4 separate regions of the Sus scrofa genome follow, and all the other regions are linked to region 2. Evidence: chromatin contacts called from public HiChIP or PLAC-seq data. All regions are on one chromosome and are shown on one strand. Each heading gives the region's core, a stretch centred on a gene start, on an enhancer-like site or on the middle of the called end of the contact. The rest is flanking DNA. Distances are from core to core; before and after follow the strand shown. Region 1 holds the start of B4GALT4 (a long non-coding RNA gene). Region 2 holds the start of TIMMDC1 (complex I assembly factor TIMMDC1, mitochondrial). Region 3 holds the start of COX17 (COX17 cytochrome c oxidase assembly homolog). Region 4 holds the start of ARHGAP31 (rho GTPase-activating protein 31).

What was found. HiChIP or PLAC-seq counts read pairs in DNA pulled down with a chosen protein or histone mark.
Region 1: a contact with region 2 is called in an H3K27ac HiChIP or PLAC-seq map of alveolar macrophages. The contact joins the promoter of B4GALT4 here to the promoter of TIMMDC1 in region 2. A contact is called at or near these places in 3 of 5 promoter capture datasets (fetal liver, fetal skeletal muscle and liver), 26 of 47 Hi-C or Micro-C datasets (adipose tissue, alveolar macrophages, blood and 13 more) and 2 of 2 datasets of contacts at active chromatin or transcription factors (alveolar macrophages and skeletal muscle).
Region 3: an H3K27ac HiChIP or PLAC-seq map of alveolar macrophages shows a contact between it and region 2. The contact joins the promoter of COX17 here to the promoter of TIMMDC1 in region 2. A contact is called at or near these places in 11 of 47 Hi-C or Micro-C datasets (adipocytes, blood, embryonic fibroblasts and 6 more) and 2 of 2 datasets of contacts at active chromatin or transcription factors (alveolar macrophages and skeletal muscle).
Region 4: a contact with region 2 is called in an H3K27ac HiChIP or PLAC-seq map of alveolar macrophages. The contact joins the promoter of ARHGAP31 here to the promoter of TIMMDC1 in region 2. A contact is called at or near these places in 1 of 5 promoter capture datasets (fetal skeletal muscle), 16 of 47 Hi-C or Micro-C datasets (alveolar macrophages, blood, embryonic fibroblasts and 10 more) and 2 of 2 datasets of contacts at active chromatin or transcription factors (alveolar macrophages and skeletal muscle).

Annotation. Positions count from the first base shown.
Region 1 is chr13:140,968,294-140,971,072 of Sscrofa11.1, reverse strand. B4GALT4 (a long non-coding RNA gene) reads right to left here and starts at 1,512. Exons shown (of 7, transcript XR_001300547.2): 1 at 1,411-1,512.
Region 2 is chr13:140,757,313-140,760,012 of Sscrofa11.1, reverse strand. It overlaps TIMMDC1 (complex I assembly factor TIMMDC1, mitochondrial), which reads left to right and starts at 1,315. Exons shown (of 8, transcript XM_021070323.1): 1 at 1,315-1,446; 2 at 1,547-1,824. The coding sequence starts at 1,631.
Region 3 is chr13:140,582,966-140,585,746 of Sscrofa11.1, reverse strand. It overlaps COX17 (COX17 cytochrome c oxidase assembly homolog), which reads right to left and starts at 1,461. Exons shown (of 3, transcript NM_001348525.1): 1 at 1,210-1,461. The coding sequence starts at 1,316.
Region 4 is chr13:140,947,105-140,949,936 of Sscrofa11.1, reverse strand. ARHGAP31 (rho GTPase-activating protein 31) reads left to right here and starts at 1,433. Exons shown (of 12, transcript XM_021070330.1): 1 at 1,433-2,290. The coding sequence starts at 2,191.

The sequences.
Region 1 (2,779 bases), core at 263-2,762, 210 kb before region 2:
GGTGGAGAATGCTATATAACAAACCTTATTACTTCCTCATCAGTTCGCTACCCCAAGCCCTAACTTCTGCCTTTTCAATTCTTCACAAATTTATTTTTTCTTTGTCTGAACCATATGAAAGCTGTCTGCTTTGGTTACTTCTTTGAGCCTCATACTGTTATGGAATCCCACCGGTATGAAATTAAATTTTTCTCCTGTTTATGTTTCACATCAATTCCATTATTAGACCAGCTAAAGGACCTAGGAGAGGAAAAAAGGAAAAGGTTTTCTCCCCTACAACACAAACAGGCACATTAAAATTTTGCAATTGCATGTGGTTGAAAAGCCAACCCTGCTCTAGAAGATAAAATTCCAAAACGATAAACTGTGGTCGCATTTAGCGTTATCTCTGGCCAGAGAAACGCATTCCAGCCCTCTGGCCCACCAGCTCAGCCCAGGTGCCTAGAAGAGCCCTCAGCCCCTTTTTAAGCCCACTTTCTCAGTCTGGACCCTGAATGTTATTCATCACTATCCAAGATTCCTTCACTTTCTTGCATCCTCAATGTGATTCGCCTTTCTTAAAAGAAATTTAGAAATTAAAAAATAAAAAAAGCAAAAAGTCCCTCAACCTTCAAATTGCTGTTTTCTTCCTCCTCCCTTTCACCACCAAAGGACAGGAAAGGTCTCCCTGTGCCCTGGCCGCCTCCAGGTCCTCAACCCTCACCCACTCTCGAACACTTTGCAATCCAGCACACGCCCACCCCGTTGAGAAGTGCTCTCCCAAGGGTACCAACCCAAAGGCCTTTTCTCAGTCTCAGTCCTCATAGACTTCTTTTTTTTCCCCCCTCAAACCGAGAGTTGGCTCTTATCTAATGGAAGACCGAACAGCAACCGATACGACCGACATAGATGGACGCAGAGCCAGACTAAGGGCAGGTATCCAAGGTACTTTAAAATCCAGTCGACCTCCCCAGCTCTTCGGCCCCTGCAGGCCCCTCGTCGGTATCAGCAGATGGGTTTCCTAGTAGAAACCTTGGTGAAATAGGGCTCCAGGGAGGAAGCAGCTTCTTCACACTGATGCGCCCGGAGGGGAGAGAAGTGCTAGTGGCGACCCCAGAACCTTGAGGTGGGCTCTCGGGGCGGGGGGAACGACCCCTGAGGGCCTACCTGGCAGCATCTCACCTACCATCCCTCCGGCAGCAGAGGGAGCGCCGCGGTGGCCCCGGCACCTGAGCCCGTGCCTCCCTCAGGGCTCGGCCTCTGCAGGCCCCCTGCCCGGCCCCACCGCCCGGAGGAAGGCAGGAGGGCCGTCCCAGGCCCTGGGACCGATCCCGCTCGCCACCCGGTGATGCCCATAGAGCGCCAGCCGCCGCCCTCCCCACGGAATTGCTTGTCCCGGGCGCAGGCGGAGCGGAGGCCCAGCGTACTCACCCCTGACGCGGCCGCGAAGAGCACCACCCGGAGCCAGGGGAGGAGGCAAAAGCTGCAGCAGCCGGGACCGCCCCGCCTCCCGGGAGGCGGCTCCTGCGGGCTGGCTCCGCCTCCCCCGAAGTAGCTGAGGCCGGGCCCCGGGGCCGTCTGCGCGGTCCTATGCAAGCCGAGTCCGATCGACCCAGTAACCGTCCCCGGCCAACAGAAGAAGCACCAGGAGGGAAAACGCCAGCTTATCTTTTGAGTGATCGTAATAAAACCTTATGCCAATACTGCCCTAGGGTCTGCACGCTTCCCAAATCCCATTCTCGTAAATGCTCACAAAACTTTGAGAAGGAGAGATGAACCTTCCCATTTTACGGAGTAGGAAACTGAGGCTTTAGAAGTTAATAAATTTACCTTACATCACCCTGACGAAAGGTTTCAGCTTTCTCAACTGCACAATGTGCCAAATTAACTGACTTCCCCATTTCACAGAACTACTGAGAATATTGAGTTGTGAGAAAACCAAATTTCTTCAGATATTAATACAAAAAGCCAAGACAGAATCATATTTATACTGATGATTTGAGTGAAAAATCATGGAAAGTTCTGCTTAGGCTGGCAGGAGAGCAGACTAGATTCTCTAAGAAATAGGAGATTTTCCAAGAAGCACCCCACTGCAAATGGAACCAACCCTGGGGTCATTGAGCTCTAAGCAGGAGACCTGGGGTTTGCTGAGGGCACACGGAAGATCTCTGCTGGCACTGTGATCTGGCACCCAAACAGGAGAGCCAAACCTGCCCCTTCAGCATCCAGCCAAGACTGTGAAAGAGCACTACTGAGTTTCCCAGTCTCCTGAGGTCCGAGCAGTGGAAACATACTTTATAGGGTGCATCTTCCATTTAGTCCCACAGAATCCAAACAAATACAAATGCACAATCTTTAAAAAAAATCACCAAGCTCCAGGGGCCACACATAATGACAGTGGGCAGGGACTTCTTTTTGTGGCTCAGTGAAAACAAATCTGACTAGTAACCATGAGGATGCAGGTTGGGTCCCTGGCCTCCCTCACTGGGTTAAGGATCCAGCATTGCCAAAGCTGTGGTGTAGATCATAGGCCAGCTGCTACAGTCTGATTTGACCCCTAGCCTTTGAACTTCCTTATGCCAGCAGATGCAGCCCTAAAAAGACAAAAAAAAAAAAAAAAGAAAGAAAAGACAGTGGGCAGAATTAAGACCAAGAGATTTATACTCCCAAAGACATCAGACACTGGAATTGTCTGCTGCAGAATACAGGAGAGCTCTTTTTGAAAATTATTAAGGGGGAAAAAAAAAAAAAGATTTCCCTAGGGGTTATTTACCAGTTACAAAGAGGATATATTATCCAT
Region 2 (2,700 bases), core at 66-2,565:
GAAAGGAATAAATGATGGGTAGGAATTGGCGAAGACAATGTGTATGATTCCTAGCAAAGATCAGATGAAATTACACAAATCAGGAGTTCCCTTCATGTCTCAGGGGTTAACGGACCCAATTAGGATCCATGAGGATGTGGTTCTACCCCTGGCCTGGCTCAGTGTTGGTGATCCTGCATTGCCCTGCCTTGTAGTGTAGGTCGAAGACCTGGCTCGGATCCTTCGTTGCAGTGGCTGTGGCTTAAGCCAGCAGCTGTAGCTTGGATTTGACCCCTAGTCTGGGAACTAACATATGCTGCAGATGCAGCCCTAAAAAAAGGCAAAAAAAAAAAAAAAAAAAGAAACACAAATCAGTTTAAAAATACTTAACATGCGAGCTGTCTTGTTTTTGTTGTTGTTTTTGGCCGAGGTGGCATATGGGGTTCCAGGGCTGGGGATCAGATCCGAGTACCTAAACCATAGCTAAGGAACCAGGCAGGGATAGAACCAGGCTCCCAAGTGCTGCCAAGACACCGCGGATCCTGTTGTGCCACAGTGGGAATTCCTTCATAAGCGTGCATTTTAATAAAATTATACTTTGAAGCATATGATAGCAGAGGCTGTAGTGACAGGAAATTATTGCTGGACTACCAAGCAAACATCTGAGAGAAAGTGTCCTGCCTTTTAAGAAAGAGTAGTTATATGAACCAAGGTGAATAAAACCCATCTTGTGAAGCCCTGAACCGATTCTTCTACATAAAAATGTTCTGGAAATCTGGGTGTAACTGGCAACAAGACCCCTCTTAAAAGCCTCCTAACTTTCTGAAATCGAGAATAGACCTCGCCCAACCTCAGAGGTTTCCCGAGCTATGACAGGGTGGGTTGGGCTTGTAGTTCTGCAAACTGCCTTCCCCTTTCTGTACCCCATTTGTGTTGAACACTGCACTTTCTTCATCTACATTCCTGCTTTTTAAAATAAGCTAACTTCAAACTATTGCATTTGGAGTAGATAAGCAATGAGATCCTGCTATATAGCACAGGGAACTGTATCGAGTCACTTGTGATGGAACATCATAGAGGATAATGTGAGAAAAAGCCTATGTATGACTGGGTAATTATGCTTTACACTAGAAATTGTCAGAACACTGTAAATCAACTATAATGGAAAAATAAAAATTACATAAAAAATAAAATACGCTAACCTACTTCAGCTAATGACCCGGTCTGGTTGCCTGGAAACTGCCCCACACAGTTTCACTGGCGCAGGAGGCGGGGGCCAGACGGTGCAGAGAGCTGTTACACGCCGCCAGCTCACTTCCGGCGAGTCAGCTTGCCACCTCTAAGATCCGTCCCACCTCAAACCGGAAGTGCTTCCGGCTCCGGCTCCGCCCTCGCCCAGCCCAGTAGCCTTTGCCCTGGTTGGGGCGGGACTTCCTGTCTCGTGTGTCCAAGGGCTTCCAAAGTGAGGTTAGTCTGGGAGTGCAGGTCTGTCACGGTGTGTGGCTACCGCTACGGCCGCGAATTTGCTAGAGCGTAGTGTACCAGTATTCGTCACTTATTCTTGCAGTTATCTTCGCTCTTCTCCCACGGCGCCTCCCGGAGACCTTGGGGCCCTGAGCGCCCAAGCTGTCCGGCAGGTTCTGAGGAGACCATGGAGGTGCGGCCGCCGGCTCCACGGAGCTTGCTCTGCAGGGCGCTGAATCCTTTCCCTCGGGTCTTTGCTGCTGGAGCTGTGGCCACCGATTCCAAGGGTCTTGCGGAGGACCTTAAGCTGCCTTCCTGCGTCCCGGAAGCCCGATACCCGGAATCCGGATGGGACCGACTCCGGGAGCTGTTTGTCAAAGAGTAAAAGTGCCTACGGTCTGTGGGGAGGGGCTACGAAGGAGGTGACCTGAAACCTGGGTCATCCGGGATGAAGGACCCCAGGGTGGTGTGATTTATTTTTAAACGGAATTTTGGGTTCTAGTGCTTGTACTCCAAGCTTGTATCCTAACATAGCGGCTAGGTGGTTCTTATGATTGACAGGCCGGTTTTCAGGTGGTAAAGGTGAGCCTCATTGAATGTCAGAGCTTTTAGGGATATTTAGGGAGTAGAGTCTTAGTGTAATTACCTCGATTTTACAGATTAGAAGAATTGGGCCAAGGTACTTGGTGACGCGAGAACCCACATCTGCAGGACTGCAATATTCCTTTTCTTATATAACTTGATCCCAAATTTTGATAGTTTATGACCAATAGCCCTCCTCCCCGGCGCAAAAATGGAAGTTCAGAGATAGCAGAAAGAGTTGTAAAATTTTTATTCTGCTAAATAAGGAATATATAAAAAATAGTAGCAACTATTGTCTCATCATTTTATAAAGAAATTAGCTGGATTCACAAATAAGGATGTTTCAGAATAAAAGAAATAACCCTTTAAATTGAATTAACTTTAATGGAAAACTCACGATAATTAATTTCATCATTGTTTCGTTCATCAATTACTGGTAAAAAGTTTGCCCTTTTATGAAGTACTTTACTATATACTATACTGTGTTATCAACATTGGTTAAATTAACGTCGAAGCTTTATTATGTTGCTGAGATAGTTCAGGCAGGGGAGCTGGTGGAATTGTATTAATTACTTTATTTAGGTTTCATCATCTTTGTTTTAAAGATAAGCCGCCCTTCTTATTGGTCCTTCCAAAATTTATTTGAGATATTTGTGAAGGAGCCTATATAGTATA
Region 3 (2,781 bases), core at 212-2,711, 170 kb after region 2:
GTGCACAGTAGTGGATATTAACAAAAAGCACTTGGCTCCTACCACTCATATTTTCCCACTATGTCACTTATGATTTCTTTACTTTTTATGTGAGGACAAAAAGGGACTGGAGGGAGAGGTGTACATTCACATTATCTGAAGATTCCTTCTGAGATTTGTTCCACAACAGAGGCTGTATACAGTAAGAAGAAATGAAAACCTTTTGCAGGTTGATGGTAATTTAGATAAACAATTCTGAACACTACAGTGTCACATATGTTATAGCCTAGTTGATTTTTAAATTATCTACCTAAAACGGTGGGGGGAAGAGTTTAGGGGATTTTCTGTACCGTTAAGAAATGTACCTTGTACCCTACTATGACTAAATTCGGGGAGAAATTACCAGAAAACCGGAAAACTTTTACTCTTTGATCTTGATAAATCTTTTTTTCTTGGCCGCGGGGGAACTATGTGCAACTTCCCGAAAAGAGATCGAACCCGCCCCACGGCAGTCGCTGCTGAGACCACGTGGGATCCTTAACCCCTCTCACCACAAGGGAACTCTGATTTTGCCAAGTCTTCTATCATGGCCCATAAACCATAGTAGAGCAATCATTGAAAAACGTTTCCATTAACTGTTTCCCTTTACTTTTTTTTAAGGGCCGCACCTGGGACATATGGAAGTTCCCAGGCTAGGGGCTGAATCAGAGCTGCATATGCCGGCCTACACCGCAGCCACAGCCACACAGATCCCATTGGCATCTGCGACCGACCTACCCTGCAGTTTGCAGGGCCGGCTCCTTTACCCACTGAACAGACCAGGGATCGAAACTGCATCCTTATGGCTGCTGGTCGGGTTCTTAATCCGGTGAGCCACCACGGGAACTCCTGTGTTTCTTTAAATCAAGTAGCATCCATCCGTTTACAAGCCTTCGGTCCTAAAGCAATGTTTGACCCATAACAGCTGATGAAAAACCTTTTGTAGGAAGGAATGCCTGGATTGAGCGCGGCGGGTCAATCTGACCTCTCTCTGATCCCTTCAACCTTTTCCCCAGGGTAAGCTACGAGCTCAGTCTACAGACAGCTGACTGCGAAGCCTACCCAGGTCTATAACCCTCAAGAGAGCCCCGCGGCAAAGTGAGGGCCACGACCAGCCCTAGTCCGGGCAGCGGCACCCGAAGGCAGTGCACGGAGCCTGCCCCGCCGCCCCCTCCCCGGCTGCGCACTGACCACGCATCGCGCGCTTTCTTGGTCTCCGGGCAGGCGCAGCAGGGCTTCAGCGGCTTCTTCTCCTGCGATTCAGGCGGGGCAGGGATTGCGGCCGCCAGACCCGGCATTTTTCGCGCCGAAAGCTGCAATTAGCTCTGCCACCCCAAACTCTACCGGCCTCCGGACACGCCGATTCGCCCGCAGTTATTTCCGGCAGTCGCTCCAAAACAGAACAGGAAGTCCTGCCTCTCACTCTGACGAACTGGGAGGAAGGGAGGAGGTAAAGAGGAAAAATGTTTTAAAGGGCACGCGCGTGCGCAGAAGAGGCCGAATGATGGCCTTAGTGCTAGGGCGCCTTTTCCGCGCAGGTGCAGAGAGCCCAGGTAAAGTGCAGCGATGTTTGTAGACCAGCATTGAGAGGACCCACAAATGAGGAGACCCGTAAGGCAACTCGGAGAGCTCTCAACCATACACCCAGCTCGAAGTCGAAAACTGAAACTCAAGAAGGTGAAATGACCTGTCTATGCTACAGAAAAAAAAAAAAAACACTAGTGAAAGCCAATTCCTCTTGAGTAACAGACTTAGCGCCCGGCATCTTATGCTTGCCATTATCTGCCTTACTGCCTTCACCACCCCACTTCACCGCTCTAGTTAAAAGTGAGTAGCAAAGGAGTTCCCTAGTGGTCAGCGCAAACGAATCAGACTAGGAACCATGAGGTTTCGGGTTCTATCCCTGGCCTCGTTCAGTGGTTTAAGGATCCAGCGTTGCCCTGAGCTGTGGTGTAGGTCACAGACAGGGCTCAGATCAGGTGTTGATGTGGCTGTGGCATAAGCTGGCAGCAGCTGTGTCTCCGATTAGACCCCTAGCCTGGGAACCTTACCTCACCCACACGCTTTAAATCCTCAGCTAGTTAGTGTTTATAGCTCCCTCTCCAACTGAATTGATTTCCATATGAATTGCCAATCATAGGGCAAATATATTGGTTAGTAAAATTTTAAAATGCCTTTTCATTGTCATTCCTCAAATTCAGTTAATACCTATCCATCTAGGTAAATAAGTAAACTTAGACAGTATTTGCAATAGAATGGACATAACCATTAAGTTTTTTTCCTGCAGAGAATTGTTTGAGGAAGGATGAACTTATTTTTTAAAGCAGGACTTCCAGGCATTGTTAAAATAGCTGTCTAGGGATACGCACTTTGGTTAATCAAACATTGCTTATCACCTAAACCAGCCAATGGTATTGCCCCTCAAGATGGCTGTTTTCTTGCTCTTTGTACATTCCCTGCTCCACCATTTCCTGCTCCACCAACCCCTAAGTGCATGATTGACCTTTCTACATATTTGTCCCAGGCCCCAGCAATGAGATTGTTCTTATCTAAAGAGCGGTGAGGGCAGTGCCTCTCTGCTGGTCTCCCTGGTAACTCATGTGCCAACCTGATGTCAATTCCCACTGTAACTGGCAATCTCCCCTTCCCCTCCAGGAGCAGAGACTTTACCATGTCCTGTCAGACATGTAAGAACCCCCTGGCCATTAAACCATCCATGTCTCTGTCACTGACTCTGGGCTCTTCAGTCATGAAGCTGGGTAG
Region 4 (2,832 bases), core at 184-2,683, 190 kb before region 2:
GGCCCTTGACACGTGGAAATGCACTTTCGGTGTCACCACATCGTCTATTTTTGTAAGAGAAGCTAGAAATCCAGATCTTTTAAGTTAAAAATGTTAACTCTTTAATGTTGGCAGTTAATTTTAAAATTTTAAATATTTAATACTTAAATATTTAAGGAGTTCCCATCGTGGCTCAGTGGAAACAAATCTGACTAGGATCCATGAGGACATGAGGACACAAGTTTGATCCCTGGCCTCACTCTGTGGGGAGGGGATCCAGCATTGCCATGAGTGAGCTGTGATGTAGGTCACAGACACAGCTTGGATCTGGCATTGCTGTGGCTGTAGCATAGGCCAGAGACTACAGCTCTGATTTGACACCTAGACCCATAGCCTGGGAACCTCCATATGCCATGGGTGCGGCCCTAAAAAGGCAAAAATTTTTTTTTTAATATTTAAAATGGCAAACAAACCAAACACATCTGTGAGCCAGATTCAGCAGGCAGGCTATCAATTGTGAGTACTCACAAAGAGAGAAGGTCAAGGGTCAAAGTTCATACACTGTCTTGGTGATACATAGGGAGATAAGAGACTGTGACAGGATTCAGTAACTAAAATACTATACTTAAAGCTTTTTCCAGCATTCTGAGCTCTATGACTGTCTCTACCCTTTAAGCCTATATATGGATTTGAATTTATACAGGAAGTTTAATCTAATCCTCAAATGGTGAAATCACCAGAATTTGAGTGCTTACTGTGTGCTGAGTACACAGAAGTCAAAGAATTTCAAATCTAACTGGAGAAAAAACATGCCCTCCTGAAAACTTGAGACAAATTATGAAATAACCTGAGAGACTGCTTTCTTCAGATTATGTTAGAATATCAGAGTCACCTTAAGTCCTGGTCCCCTCACTCCCACCCCCCGCATCACTTCCATTTAGCAAACTTTGTAGTAATGCCTCTGTGTGTGTGTGTGTGTGTGTGTGTGTGTGTGTGTGTGTGTGTGTGTGTAACTTGAATCTCTAATCAGAAATCTGATTTCCAGGGCAGTGGTTAAAAAGTGGCAGCCTCCATCCCTCCCTCAGCTTTGGAGGGGACTTAGCTGGGTTGGGGGTACTGGGGCGCGGGACAGTAGAATGGGAGTGGTTGGCGAAAACTGCTCCCCGTTAGGTTTCTCCGTTGGAATCCCTGTCTTTGTTTCTGTCATTACTCTTTAAGTGTTTGTGTAGGAGCAGACAGGCACCGAAATAGAAATTGTCAAAGAGATGATGACAATGAAGATAAAATACAAGGGAGGACTTTTTTTTTCAGTCCCACCTAGCCCCCTCCATCCAGAGTGCCAGCGCGCCTCCTCCCGCCGTCTTCAAAGAGCCGTCGATGGGGCAGGAAGCGGGTGGCTCGGGCTGTGGGTGCTCCTAGGAGAGCGGCGATTTCCTCCCGGGCGGGCCAGTTATCTCTAGAGTCGCCGAGCAGCTCTGCGAAGAGCGCGTTCTCTCCCCAACCCCGTACTCCTCAACCCACCCACCTACTTCCTCCGGCTCCATACACACATGAGCACAGAGCTGCCAAAAATTTCCACCCTCCGCCCCCCTCCCTAGCTAACTTCCTTCCAGCATTTCCTGAGCTGGATGATCCTAGGATTTGTAAGACAGGAAAAAAAGGAAGGCGTGAGGGCGGGCGAGAGAGACAGGATGCTTGTTTTTCGTTCTACCAAAGCCGTCTGAAGGCAAGACAGCGCGCGCCGGGCAGAGGACCCACGCAGTCCCCGGGCCGTCTCCGCGCCCGCCGCCGGCTTCCCCGCGCCCTCGGCCACTCCCGGGCTTCGAGAAGACGGACCGGAGAGCTCGCCCTCCCTCCAAAGAGGAGGAAGACAACCGAAGACACCGCGGGAACCTGTGAAAGTCCCTGGGACTCCAAGTGAGGAAGTGACACTCCCAGCGAGCCGGCCCGCCGCTGCCAGCTCCGCACGGCCTGCGGCACCGCGGCCCTGGAGGAGCGCGCGGTGGATTTCAGGCTCCGCGCCCGCGCCGGGCTCAGCGCCCCGCGGGCTCCATGCGCTCTGTCCCGGGCCCAAACTCTTCCCGACGCCCATGCGGCCCCACAGCGCCGCGCCGCAGCCACTGATCTAACCCCCACCCCGGAGACCACCGTCGGCGCGGTGCCAAGCAGAGGGGAGGGGGAGACGGAGGGCAACCTCTTTGGGACTAACTCATGAAGAACAAGGGTGCCAAGCAGAAGCTGAAACGAAAGGGAGCCGCCAGCGCCTTTGGCTGTGACCTCACGGAGTATCTGGAAAGCTCAGGACAGGATGGTAAAGTGCCTTCGCCTACCCCCCTCCCCCCTTCTTTTTGTTTGAGAGAAAGAGGGACTCTCCGAGGGTGTGTTACATTCAATTCACAAGTTAATGTATTCCAGGCTTGTGCGCTCCTTCTACTTTTTTTTCTTTTTGAAGAATATACACAATTCTTGAGGTGCATAGCGCTGCCACCCCGACGTGTAGAGGTTGTGTCAGTCCTTCCGTTTGTGTCACACAAGCCGTTAATGGGCGGTGCTGCTGCAAGTTTAAGCGGCTACCCCTGGGGGCCTGGGGTGGGGGCTGGAGAGATCCCGATCCCCAACTTTGGATGTGGGAGAGGAGGGGTGAGGACTGGACCTGTGGGATGGTGTTCACTGGGCTTCTCTGGGTACATAATTATGACCGCCTTAGGTGTCCCTCCCGGCTTCTCCAGTTTCATCAGCTCACATCTTTTTTTATTAATGTGCTGGAAGGCAGGGGGTGCGGTGGATCCTGGCTGGGGGAGTGGTTGCACAAACATTTTCTGAATTTCTGAACTGATGCCAAATATATAGTAC